2 separate regions of the Drosophila melanogaster genome follow, and region 1 is linked to region 2. The links are chromatin contacts, called in public targeted proximity ligation maps. All regions are on one chromosome and are shown on one strand. The core of a region is the stretch at or near the end of the contact, and the rest is flanking DNA. Distances in the headings are between cores, read along the strand shown. Region 1 holds the start of Aldh (Aldehyde dehydrogenase). Region 2 overlaps tai (taiman).

Evidence for each region.
Region 1: a targeted proximity ligation map of the Kc167 cell line shows a contact between it and region 2, with 4 times the contacts expected there. A contact is called at or near these places in 4 of 107 Hi-C or Micro-C datasets (the Clone 8 cell line, the D17-c3 cell line, the Kc167 cell line and 1 more) and 2 of 7 datasets of targeted methods (the Kc167 cell line and the S2 cell line).

Annotation. Positions count from the first base shown.
Region 1 is chr2L:9,383,109-9,389,856 of dm6, reverse strand. It overlaps Aldh (Aldehyde dehydrogenase), which reads right to left and starts at 2,468. Exons shown (of 4, transcript NM_135441.2): 1 at 1,967-2,468; 2 at 1-28. The coding sequence starts at 2,089. It overlaps Shawl (Shaw-like), which reads left to right. Exons shown (of 11, transcript NM_135440.2): 3 at 5,068-5,217.
Region 2 is chr2L:9,228,092-9,235,340 of dm6, reverse strand. It overlaps tai (taiman), which reads right to left. Exons shown (of 13, transcript NM_001259020.2): 3 at 684-1,353; 4 at 78-239. Among named protein-coding and RNA genes, the nearest start is that of tRNA:Thr-AGT-1-1, 4.9 kb to the left of the region's middle.

The sequences.
Region 1 (6,748 bases), core at 1,219-3,718, 160 kb before region 2:
TCTTGTGCCACTCGTTGTTGATAAATACCTGCAATAAGTAGTTAACAGCTTCAATTAGTGCCATATCATATTCACAATCTCTTCTATTGAATTCATTTGTATTTTACATCGTTTTGTTGGATTGACAAACAAGCCACTCCTCTATATGATAAGCCCTTGACTGCTGTTATTTGTTATTATTGCCTGCCGTGCGTGTTATTCCTCTATCGCAATTGACTGATTGTTTCGTTCGCATGGCTACCTGAATCTGACAATCCCCCAGTCTGGGTAATCTAAAACGTTTACCGGCTAACTGATTAAAATTGAAACGAAGTGAGCCCTCGCGTCCAACCCCTCACGTCATCCTATTTTATAGAACATTTTTATTTCTTTTTGTTTTTATTTTTGCATACATCTACTTTTGAATTTCACAATGTGCTTGCGAATATAAAACTTTCCGCCAGACATAGCAAAATATAAACATAGCGACGACGCACGTGTGCATTAGTTTTCGGGGGTCTGGCTAGACGAGTCTAATACTGGTTCGATTAGGGAAGCCAATCTTATAAGTGTGCCATGTTATCTCGCCCAGTAAAGACCCCCAAAATAATAGGGCTGCCGGTGATAAGAAGTGGAAACTGCCTATGCCAACAAACACAAATACAATAAGATAAATCAAGAGATTAGAACGTTTGTGGTGCGCGAGACATTATGGGCTGATATTTCTTGTTATGAAAGCAGATTCTCAGATTATGGCATATGTATAAGTACTATAAAGGTTGCATAATATGCAGTTCACTCAAAATAGACGAATGCTCAATTCTTGTAAAATTGAAATATTTTGCTTTAGGGTTCAGCATATATGTACATATATGGTCTATATATATGTTATTTGCTATTCTAAGCCAATTTAAGAGGTATGCAAGATTTCATTTTTAGACTTAAAAACAAAAATATATTGGTATGCAAGACATGCATATTTGAAAATCAAGTTCATTTGCAAAAATATTTATTATATACAAATTTTTAAGAACTTCCTTGTTTTTGGAAAACATAGAACACTAACAATTATTTAAAGACAGTTTAAGAGCGATGTAAGCTAGGAGTTTCTTTAAAAATTCTGAAATATATATAGACAAATAAAAACCGTGCACATTGGATTTTCAAGTTTTTTCTGCAAAAATGTTTACTATATACGAACTGCTCTAATTTCATTGGATCCCATTTAACATCTGGACAAAAACCACATTTGGCTCGCTTCCTAACCGCAATTCCTTTTCAATTAAATCGAACGAACGCTAGTTTTAATTGGTGACACTAAAGATAAAAAATGACAATGGTTAAATTTATGCAAATTTCCCTAGAGAAGAAATGAAAGCGCGAGGCGATGAGAAGAATAAATGATGAGAATTTGCGGCAAACAAATTTTTGTTTTGCGTGTGCGAGCGCCACTGCTGACGTAACAAAGAAACCGGGTATGGCAAACAATGAGAAGCTGAAGCAGAAATAACAACAACAATAGCCGGCGAACTACATATGCGATTGTTGTTTTTGCTTTTTCGATATCGCCTTTGTATATTTATTTTAGTCGCCGGTCTTTCGATTCGCTTAAGCAGCCTAATCCCCTACAATCCCCTACATCTGCCGATAAACATTTGGTGTACGTGATCTGAATGCGGTGAGACTCGCTTGCGTTGCGCTGATTTGCCAATTTCTTTTCGTTAAAATCGAAATGGGGAAGACCTACACCGGAGAACCTAAAAACTGGATTCGCATATGTAGGGTATTTGAGGAGGGGCTCTAGGGCGATAACAGCTGTAGTTGCTCGCCTCAAGGTCAGCTCAAAAACAAGTCAAATGCTTGCTTTCCTGTTGAGTTCTTTACTCAGATTGCAAGTGCGATTGCTACAAATGCCGCAATTTATTTATAATGCTTTTCACTTTTTATTTTTTTTTTTTTTTGGATTTGAGTTAGGATTAGGACTTACCCCGGTGTAGAGGATATCGGGCGTTGTCTGTGGCTGCGGGAGGGAGGAGTAGTTCGCAACAGCTGCTGCGAAGTTCTTGGCCTGGGAACGCAGCAGGGCACCGGTCTTCAAAACGCGCAGCATTTTGAATAGATTATTTTTTATACTTTTCCGGATAGAAAAACTAGAGAAAAGTACTGAGAGCGCAAAACTAGAACTGCGTCTTAATTGTTCAGCGGTCGACGGACAACTGAAACGATTTCGTAGCTTTGCCGCTCGCGAAAACTACTTAGGAATATTTAAGTGTCTAGAGGGGAACTCGCGCCACGCCACAAGTGCTGTCAGAAGAACATAGCCAAAAATAGCTACATATGGTCGCCCTTATCTATAAGATTTTTAACTGTTAGGAGCCATATAAAGAACAATAACACAATTTAGACCGAAAATTTAATAATTTTTTTTTTAAATTAAAATAAATAAAATTTTTGTGACCTAACGGTTTGAACTGATACACACAGCTGGCTTTATAACTTAAAAGAATTTCCACATAGTATACCTTGTTTTATATAATTAATTAGGTGGAGCAAAATCATAATAAGTATATGATTGAGGTATTATGTAGTTATTAGTATGGGATGGTTTTAAGAGAAAAAGTAGATAGGCATAAAGTAGTTAAAAGCTCATTGCCAACACTGATAAGTGCTGATAAAGTCAGAGCGAGATAGATAGATAATCTCTTCAATAGGGAAACCAGAAAGAGAAGGAAATCAATAACAAAGAGTCTTAAACGCAATAACTAAGTACTAAGTACGAAAAGTACTTGAATAAAATTGCATTTGCATGTGGAGATTTCATTATGCCGGGTGGGGTTATTATAATATTGTTTATCTCGTTAAGATACTCTTTAGTAATTTATGAAACTATAGATTGCTTTTGTAGCTTATTTGGCAAACCTCCACGGTATAAATTATCATACGATTTCGCTTAAAAGAAAAATATTCCAGAACTTTGTGTTTTTCGTTTAGAATGACTAGCTATTTTTTATAATTTCACGATGGGAGGAAATGAATTTAAAACCAAATGATATTGTAACATCTAAACAGTTATCAGGCCAATCAATCAATGAGCTTTAGAATTTGTATTCACAATTATATTATATAACTTGTGGAACAGAATGCGCCAGATGGTTTACTGTTAACTAGCAAGACTTGTATAGTAATAATAAATAAGGTATTATTATTTATTTTGGTACAATACAAAGAATTGCGCTAATTTATTTGCCCAAAAGTTATTGAATTAAAGTAATGCATTAGTGAAATGTCCGAAATCGTTCGTCTATTATTGAACATTACTTTGATTTTTATTATGTTGCTGTCTCTCTTCATTATTTCGCTTGCTTCTCAACGTTTTCATCCCCTTGCACGAGCATTCGCATAATAAAAATGGCTATGGCATACTTTTCGGCTGTCAGCCATATTACTAGCACAAAATTGATGATGAGCGAAAAGAGGACGAAATTTATTTCAACATAATTCATTAAATGCGATTTAGGCCAATTTGTCAAAATCTTTCGAAATTTATTTCACTCGTAAATTGAAAGCTTAGCGACGGCTGTCAAGAGAATCACGCATACGCATCGTTGGCCAAAACTGGCGAACGAAAGCAATCACAGTCGGAAAACTAATTCAATACAATGCGTCTCACCCTTCCGTCCGAAAAGCACATGCAACTGAAATGGAGGCTGAGTAAACATTTGGTCGATTCCGGCTCCATTCCCCTCGATTTTCCCACCGAAGGGCCCAATTACCAACGCCGAAACCGCCCGAATAAACTTTAATGGCAATTGTTATGCGGCGGTGCCGGTTATTGATGATTCTGCTGTCGCTGCGGTTGCTGTCCTCAGCTGCATGAAATATTTAATAACCGAGAGTAAACAGTTTGGCGTAAAAAATAAATTGCATTCGGACAGCTCGGCTCAGGCGCACGCACTTAAATGCCATCATTGATGGCTGATTGCTGGACGCAGTACCATGTAGTATATGTACATACATATGTGGGTTATAAATGCGAAAATGAAATTTACAACAATTTGTTGGAAATTACTTTCAATTGAATTTAATTACGCCTGGTGGGAGTCGATGTCGCTCCTTGCGCTTGCACAATTTTATGGATGATTACGTAAATTAAGTTTGGCTTGTGTGTGGTAGTATGATACTCGGTGTGTAGAGCAGAGGTGGGAATATAATTAACACACGTAATATTTGTGCTTCCCGGGAAATGAAATTGAACTGGCCAGAGGGAAATGTACTCAGAACATTGTTTTGATTTCACAATATAAATGAGGGAAATATTAATCTTATTAATCTTATTAATCAAATATGGAAGCGCATTTAAAGCTTTTCGAATAAATAAATTTAATTTCTGATGCTTAAGAAAGGTTATTTAAGTATGTCATTTGATATGATAAAACATGTGTATTTCAACTTAAGTAGTTATTGAAACAAAATCGACAAAGTGGAACGCTAAAAGCATTTTCTCACACCAAAGCAGTGCCAGAATATTCAAATTATAAGAATGTAATAAATTCACTTTTGTTTGGTCAGCTAAAATCAACAGACGTCAAACAGGATAAAGGGAAAATCCATCAATTTTGTGCGGTAATGATCTCTGTCAAAGGTCAAATCAAACAAAGGAAATCCTAGACCAAAATCTACGTGACCCACTTAGGACCTTGGCCAGAACCATAACCAACAAACCCTAATGCTTTATGCTTTTGGCACACAACGTAAAAAAGGGAGGGAGAAAAAATAAGGGAAGATCCGCGTAGAGCCATGGAAAAATATAAGCGAAATGTATGCAAATGGCTTATGACTGGACTTTGCTTACACTTGCTTCACCCTTTTCCTCCCTCGAAATTGCTCCACCTTTTTTTATCGCTCACTTGTTCGGTGAGTCGGGTTTTATGGCTCGATATAATGGCAACAGAAGGGTCAAGCGGTCGGTGGATAGTTATGGCATGAGTAATTTGTTAAGTTATTAACCCGTAAGCCGGCAGGGTCTAATCACATGAATGCAAACTTATCAGATAATTTGGTAAACAACAATTATGGTCTTTATTGCAGATATGAAACCTATAAGGCCACGCTCAAGAAAATCCCCGCAACACGTCTCTCCCGACTGACCGAAGCCCTGGCCAACTATGATCCGGTGCTCAATGAATACTTTTTTGATCGCCACCCCGGGGTCTTCACCCAAATCCTCAACTATTACAGGTAAGTGTCCAGGTCCTGAGACGGTCTAATTAGGCAGCTAAAAGCCATTCAGACGTGCACTGGCTGTGAATGTGGACTGGGAGCCTTAAGCATGGTAATTACCTCATTTAGTTCACTCGGATGATGAAGGGAGAAAGGTGGGAGAGTTTCCTGGGAAAATTACACCTAAGCTGTTCTTCAGCTACCTTTGGCATTTCAATTTTTGCTCTTCTCGGCAATAATTGCCCTGATTAATGGGAAAGTATAGCAACAGTCAGTTATCGTTATAGATTGCTTGATGAATAAACAAACTAATATTTTAATTGTTGCCACCGGAGCTGAACGAACTTGCACCGTCCATTAATCTAAAGTTTTTCAGCTGCAAAGTTTATCCAGCGTTTTTCGGGGTCATTAGCGGGCTCATTTATCTTTGCCGTGAGCTGAGCTGAGTTGAGGTGTTGTCCGTTGGCCCGTTGCGATGACTTAAGTTGTTTAAAATTAATGAAAGTTTGTTTTGCTCATCACCCATTCCCGTCTCCGTCCGCACCTGGAGCTGCATCTGCAGAATGAGTTGTTTTCGCATAAAACAACGCTGTCAGCAACCCACGGTCTTTCATCTCCATTGATTGGGCAGGAACGTTCGTTACCCCATTTTCCCGAGCACCCATGGCTCTAGGGGCTTTGGCCAAACAGTTTTCCAACTCAATTAACCAGGCACCGACGGCCAGGAAAATGGTGTCAAAGAAGGGCAACAGAAGGAAAAACATTGCAACATCCCGCGTTGATTGGAAATGAAACTGAGTCCCTCCAGGGGGTGTGGTTAAAGCTGGGGGTCCATCGGAAAACCCATCGCCCTTGTGGAATATATGTATAATCAAATTATGCACGCACCAAATGCTCCAGACACTTTGTGTGCAAAGATTTTATATAGATAAGCTGTAGACGAAGCAGTAAAATAACAAAGCAAAATGTGGTCTAAAAATGTTATCTATAGCTTGTATAAAGTTTGAAATTTAATCCATTGGTTGCGAAATTCAAAGAAAAAATAATTCTTTTTAAATGATTTACAGATTTTAGTGATTAGTATTTGTTTACATACATTTCTTTTAATTTTGCTGTGAAATTCATGGAAATTCTTAGCAATTATTGGTAAAGTCTGTAAATGCTGAACTAAAAGAACAACCGAAATCTTTTAAAATACAAGCCTTTATCGTAACTTCCCCATCAATTCTTCATACAGCTTATTCAATCGACATAATTATTTATGCACATTTAAGCGTGGAAGCTCTTTTTTTCACCTGATCGGCTCACGAGCTTGTTGAGGTCAGCTATAAATATTGATTGCACCGGTTGCACGCTGCGTATGCGTGATATTTGTTATGCACACTTGATGAAGGAAAATGGCGAAGAAATGCACAGGTGGAGGATTAAGAGAGAATGGAAGTGATTTCATCGAAACGTAATTTGAGGACGCGAAAACTATATAAATGGTGGAAAAGCGGCATAAAAAGTTGACCGAATTGCGGGCTTTATTGGGGAAAACCAATTACCA
Region 2 (7,249 bases), core at 4,096-6,595:
GTCTTGTCGGTAATTAACTTGTATGCGTGGGGTGGAGTGGATAAACAAATGTACACATGTATCAATTGATTTCGTACCGTTCGAACCACTTGGTTTAGTATAGCCGCCTTGTCCGGTTTCGTTGAGGTCATATCTCCACGCTTGTTCAGCGTCAATATCTCCGACAGCTGCTCGATATAGCCATTCTCCGCCTCGCGACGTCGCTTCTCATTGTTGCATTTGTTGATTTGTGATTGGGGCTGCAAAGAGCAGAATGTTGTTAATAAATGTGTTCCACTTGAAGTATGAATAATTATTAAAATTTCAGCCCTCAATTAAGCATAGTTTATTGCTACTTTTGTATATATCTGCATATTATCTATAGAAAAAGGTTTTATAAATATTTATAATCTTTTTATTTATGGACATCTTTAAATTTCATTTTGCATTGGAGTGATAAAATGATAAAAAAAAAACACAAATATTTATTTCCTAACATAATTTACATCCCTTAGGTTCTGGTTTTGGTACCTAGATAAAGCATTCAATTATATTTTAGCTAAGCAGCAAAACATATGCGTTGGAGCTAGCATGGGAATGTCCATGTGGCGTATACGTAATATTCGCATGTTTATTTATAGGTTTATTGAGTGTTCGGAATTCCTTTCTCGTTACGAGAGACTTCTACCCCGGCCGAAACTTACCAGATTGACCTTTGAATCCGTCTTGCGCCGTATCTTTCGGCCGGACGTCGCTGAGTTGGCAGAGTTGGCTGAGATCGGCGATGCCACCGCATTCATAATGGCAGCCGATCGCTGCAGGGCAGCAGCAAGATTTGCCGTTTGTGCGGCAGCGGTGGCCGCCGCCTTGTTTTGTATGGAACGATGCGAGATGATCTGCTGCTGCAGTTGCTGGTGCTGGTAGGCCAATTGCTGCTGTTGCGTCTGCTGCTGATGCTGGTGCTGATGCTGATGTTGCGCTTGCTGCTGCTGTTGTTGTTGCTGCTGCTGGTGCTGATGTTGCTGGAGTGTGAGTGCCGCTGCTGTTGAGGCGCCTGCCACGCCCCCAGCACCAGCTCCGCCTCCGCTGGCTGCCGTCGCGCGCTGCAGTGGATGCGTACCGGGCGCCAGACCGTGATGCAAGCCGCTCAACAAGTTGCTGCCAATACCGCCGGCGGCCGACGATAGTGTAACGGCTGCTGTTGCAGCGGCCGGCGATGAGCGCGGCAGGTTGCAGACCGATATGTTGCCGCTGTTGTATTTGTTGTTGTTGCTGCCGCTGGCACTAATGCTGCTGCTGCTGCTGCTGCTGGTCGAGGTCGATGGATTTGATGTACCTGAGGCCCAATGATCTGGTAAGTCACTTGGGCTAAGCCTGCAAATAAGAGGTCAAAGTTGAAATTAGCAAAGAAATTGTTTGTAAGAATACAGTAGAATATTAAAGATTTAAGAATATGTTGCATATATATGTCTTATGGCTTGCTTTATAACCGTTTTATAACAGTTTTATCAAAACATTTTTTTAAGTGCGAGCAAACCATTTGTATATGGCCTTGTCTTTGGTCATAGACACTTGGTTTTTGTGGTTTGGCCTCGAATTCTTATCAGAATGTAAAATTTCCCAAGCCCCTGTGTTTCTATTTCTATATATTTGACTTGAATTACTTTGAGTAATGTGCTGCCTAAATTACTCTTTATTGCCCAATTAATTTGCATTTGAGCAGCACAAGAAGCACCGACAAAAATTAGCTGGTTTTTGTCTTCAGTGGATGATTAATTTAAAGCAATATCACATTTATATTAGACTGTTCATTAAATATACTATTTTTATTTAAAAAAAAAATGTATGATAACATATTAAATTTTATACTTAATTTATTATTTCTATTAAAATGTAAGTTTTCACAACAATTGCGATGTTGCGGTTTCACTTTGGAATCTCAACTTTTTGCACAGATAGCATTCCATTGGCTTTCTCCGAAAAATGACTATTTTCCGGTGGAATGTGACGTCTTCAGTTTGCACAATGTTAGCCACTTCAATGGATGTTGAGATGTGTTACTTGTTTCCCGCACAAACTTAATCATTTGTTAGCCGGAATTTTAGCTAGCATTTCGGTGAAGGGAGGTAGGCTTTGGGTTACCACCGCAACGTGAGTCAAATTAATGTTGTCAGCTGGTTTAGAACCCGGACTTGAACTGGTCATCATGGCCATTACTCTTGGTGTCGTGTCCCCTTCGCACTGAACATTTTTATTTGGGCTCTTTCATGTCAGTTTTCATTTGGCTAAATGATTAATTGTTTGTTTTACTCTCTTAAAATGCGGAATAAATTACATTTTTGCCAATCTGTGTTGTCGCTTGACGAACCGTTGCGCCAGGAAACGTATATATGAATTGTCGGAAATATGTTTAATCCAAAAAACAAGCAAGCTCATCAATCCGATTGCAGCAAACTATGTATCTGTATTCCCGCTTTCATGGACCTCATTTGCCACTGAGACTCACCCAACCAGTTGAGCGTAAAACCTTCAGTCCAAATTGAGGACCACCGCGGTGGTGCAGTAACTCCACTTTTTTTTAATTACATTATATGCATAATGAAGAGAACCCCAGAGATTGGGGAGCGGGCAAGAACTGAGAACTGCAACCAAATAATTACAGGCAACTGGACATGATGGGGAGATGTAATCAGCGCAGAGAACGAAAAACTAGGAAAAACACAGGCATAATAAGGTAGCTACGGCAGTCAGTGTTTACTTACTATACTTACACTTACTATATCTATCTACTATGAAAAAATATAGCTAAAATATATTATTTTAAAACATGTTCTTGAAACTGATCAACATTTGATTACTGTTTCTTATCATGGTTAAAACTAGCATACAAGTTTTGAAAAGATAGTAAAAGAGCAATATAATACTACTTTATCAACAACTTGAATTACTATATTCTACTTAAGATAAGCAGACTAGCAGATTAGTATTATTTTATTTTTTTTTTTAATTACTTAATTCCTCGTTGATTTACACAAGCTTAAACTACATGTTTGAGGGTATACCGGTGTGTGGGTGAGCTGTGATGTGCCAACAAAACCGCTTACCAGATACCCTGTCCCCTTTCTTCCGCCGCTGCTTCCGAGCGATATAATTGTGCGAATTCTTTGCACTGCTGCTTCTGTTCGCTGTTGGCTATTTTGACAGGGCGACACTTAAATGTGGCAGCCCGCTATGATCATAATCATCCACATCGGGCGCATTCCCATCCAATGCTCTATCGCTGCCGCTCGCCCTGCCACACAGGGCGTATGATTGACGCGCTTAATTAAGGCAGCCAGAAAAGAGCGAAACAGAGGCGAGTAGCGTAAATTAATGAAATTACAATTAATGCAGTAAGTCAGTTGACTTATTCGCGCTGTTTGCGTTGCTTTTTTTCAGTTCCTCTTCTTATTTTTTCGTTTTTCTTTTTTTCTTTTTTTTTTGCTCTTGTTGGGCTTATCAATTTGCACTTTGCCGCTTGGGCTTTCAATCTGCCTCTGTGTTTTGCTATTTTCGCCATTTTATCGTCATGAGTCTCGGGGAGACGCATCGTATTTATAGACAAACAGCCAAATATATGCAAAATCCACAGTGTGAGAGGCTGGCCAAAAGAGACAGAAAGACACAATACTTTCGCCCCAAAGGAAAACAAACAATGTGCCTTAAAATGACAATCGACGGCATTTGTTTGATCATCGGAAAATTGAGTGGTTGGGATAATACAGATTTTAATGGTGCGTCTGATTGCAAAGTGAATTTGCGGCAATTTATCGGGGAGAAAAAACTACATACATATGTACTTATTTCGTTTAGTAAAAGCAAAAAATTTAAAAACTTACATTTATTAAACTTAAGAATATATTGTATTATATCGCTTAATTGTTTTTTTTTTAATAAAATAAGGCAAGACGAACTGACTCAATAAATTACGTAATGGTGAAATAAATGCGTTTTATCACCGCTGTCAATAAAATTCCACTGAATTCATATAACAACCTGTCAGCAGCAATGATTCCGCGAATGTTCTGGTAACGATTGCTCCCTTCTGCTGCTTTTAAACTCTTTGATGATGAATTTGCATACCAATGGAGACATAAGCCCACTGGCAAGGTCGTTCCATTTCACATGAATCACAGCTCTCTCGACTGTTGGCCAACAAAATGCAGACTCTATATACAGAGAAAACAAATTACTCATTACATTTAATGTTGATCATTATGTCAGCCAGAGTTTTGGAACTTGGTTTCAGCTTTTTGAAGCTTTCGTTTACACCTATGCGAGAGCTTAGACAAATTGAGTCACGACTCACGTGATGATGATTGTTATGGAGAGTGTGCTGTGTAATTCAAAATCGCATCACTCATACGCACCGTATACGAATGCCATGAAGCCGGGGAAGCGAAGAAAGTGCAAAACGTAGCTCGGGGGCAAAGCTCAAAAAATTGTTTTGATTTTTTTTTTGGGTTTTTGGAGGTATACGTGATGTTTGGCCTGTCGGCTCAAACTTGGAATTTGGAATTCAAAGAGGAATATACTAAAATAAAAAAAAAGTACAGCGAGCAAGTGAATTTTTGGCTGAAAAGTGGGGAGGATCGTTTTAAAAATTTACCAATTATTTCATATAAGTGATCTCATCCTGGGATATTTTCTATTTGTTTGTAATCTCATTTACCTGACTCACATTTTAATTCACTTCCGCATACTGCGCAGTATCCTTGACATCAATTGCAAATTGATATCACCCTCAAAAACAAATACAATTTGTAAATATTTTTTTTTTTCGGTTTATTTGTGCATGCGGAATGGAGTTTCTATGGAATTTAAGTGGCAGCTTGCTCACAAATGCTGATTCATTCTGACTAACCCAAATGTGCGGGTTGACTTTCGAGGTAAGGTTATCATATTTTGGGAATTCCCGAAGGACAGATGACAGATATGTGCAGTTTTCCTGCATTTAAGGTGTTTATTTCTGATCGAGTGTTTTAGTGTATATTCACTAAAATAAGTGAGCACATGTTTAGCCCACAAGTAACTTTAGTTAAACTCGTCTTTCATTTTTTTTTTTTTTGTTGCCAGAGCTTTTCTTGACTGGTCTCAGCTGTGTGCGCTGCCTTGTTCGCCATAACCAGAGACCTGTGCACTTGTTTAAGCCAAGTTAACTAAGTCTAGTCTGGTCTAGCTGACTTCCCCACCGCGTCTCGTACACCACGAAAGCCCCATTTGCTCAGCTGCTGCTGCTGTGTTTTTCAGACTTCTGTGTGGGTAAGCCTGCATTTTTAGCAAACTAATTGTGTGAATGGTGTGTGAATAAAACATATGTTCGCTCGGTTCGGATCTCTCCGCTCGGAGAGACACAATGCTCTCAGTCTGAGTCTGTTTGTGGGTCGCTCTCGGCTACAGTCATTGCTACAAATAATAAAGTGGGTCATGGATGAAAGAAAAAGCGTTTTATAAAGTGGGTCATGAATTTTGTTTCACTCACGTTCAAGTGTATTTCGATTGCCGCTCGCCGTTGTTGTTGTTATTACTGCGGCTGCTTGCTGATTTTTTTTATATATTTTTCTCTATATACACTTTGTTGATATTTGATAAATTGTATGATTCAGGTTTCCGCTGGTAGTCTATTTCGCTTGGGAGCAGCTTAAATTTATTTCCACAATATTTTTGAACTTGAAAACAAAGTTGCGGAATATAAATTAAGTGCCCAATTAGGATATAAAAATGTTGGAAAAATGTATATTCTTTTTTCAAGACTATATGCAATTCCGTTTGTTATTATTATTTTCGACTTAATGAATCAGTTTCAATCGAGCGAGTCAATTAATTGGCATTGATTTATGTGACACATACTTAAATTATTTTTATTTATTTTTTATTATGTCTTTCGCTTGTGCGTTTAGCCACTTTAATTGCCCCATCAAAGAGCGAGACGAGAAAGGGGGGCGGCGAAAGACTCGTGCCATCTGCTACACTTTCACTGACTAATTGCCAATTCAGGCATTGACAGTTTTCACTTTCCATTGAACGGCGTCAAAATAACACTGCTAAATAACTTTGTGAAAGGCGGAGGCCCATTTGTGCAATTAAAAAATAGTTGTCAAATTGAACGGTTTGTGAAATTATGGTGGCACACGAATTTACAAAGAAATTAATTTAGATTATTATTATACACAGAGGCGTTAATAAGAATCGAATTTAACTTAAATTATTTTATAGTTGCAAACCATTACTATTTTGCATACCTAAGAGAAATTCCCATTCCACAGAGAGTACATAATTCTCAACAAATTCATCGTTTTAATAGAATACCAATCAAATAGTCGCTATAATAGCTAAAATTGCTACCATTTCGAAGAGCCCCATTTCCCCAGGCCAGTAATCACCATTTAACTTGCCAGGCAATTTATTTGATCTGAGTGAACCAGAACGGGGCTCTATTATATCAGAACTGTAACTGAATGATTCAATAGACAGTAACTACGGCAAAAACATGGATGATAACATCTAATGAGCGACCGGCCAAACGGCTATGCAATCGGCGGCCTTCCTCCACCATAGGCAACCCACCTCTACATATTTATATGTATGTATGTATATATGTACATACTTCCCCCATCCGAACCGACCTTATAGACCAGAAGTCTCTCTTTCCGGCACTTTTTGTAATGCCCCGCTCTGAGTCTCGCATTTCGAGTGTTTCACCTGCCGACTGAATGCACTCTTCGCAGTTGTTGCTGCTGTTTTTTTTTTTGTTTTTTTTTGCCGTCTATGTCGGCGAAATAATGTCAGTGGGTCAGAGTCGATTTAGCATTTTGCTGTTGTTGCTGTTGTTGTTGTTGTTCTCCCCACGCTGCACTTGTTTACGTTTTGTGGGTAAGGTTAGCTCATAAGCAGCTGAAACAGCTGTTTAAGCCCCAACTGCCTCACAGTCCTACTTAACAGAAGCTACATCAGTTGGCAATCAGTTGTATGTTGTATGTGGGGTGAAATCCCAAAGATTTCGATAGCATTCTGCATTCTGCGGTGGCATTGACCAAGTGCATTGCTGCACGTGCTGACATATGGGACATATGCACATAGATGATGCCATTCGGAGTAAACAGCGCATTTGTATGCAATCGTTTGGATCGGTGAAGTAAACAATTTTCGGCGGTATTCCAAAGATTTATGGCGCTTCGAATTGTGTTGATAAATTTATGCAGAATACTATCTTTAAAGAATTACTTTTTCT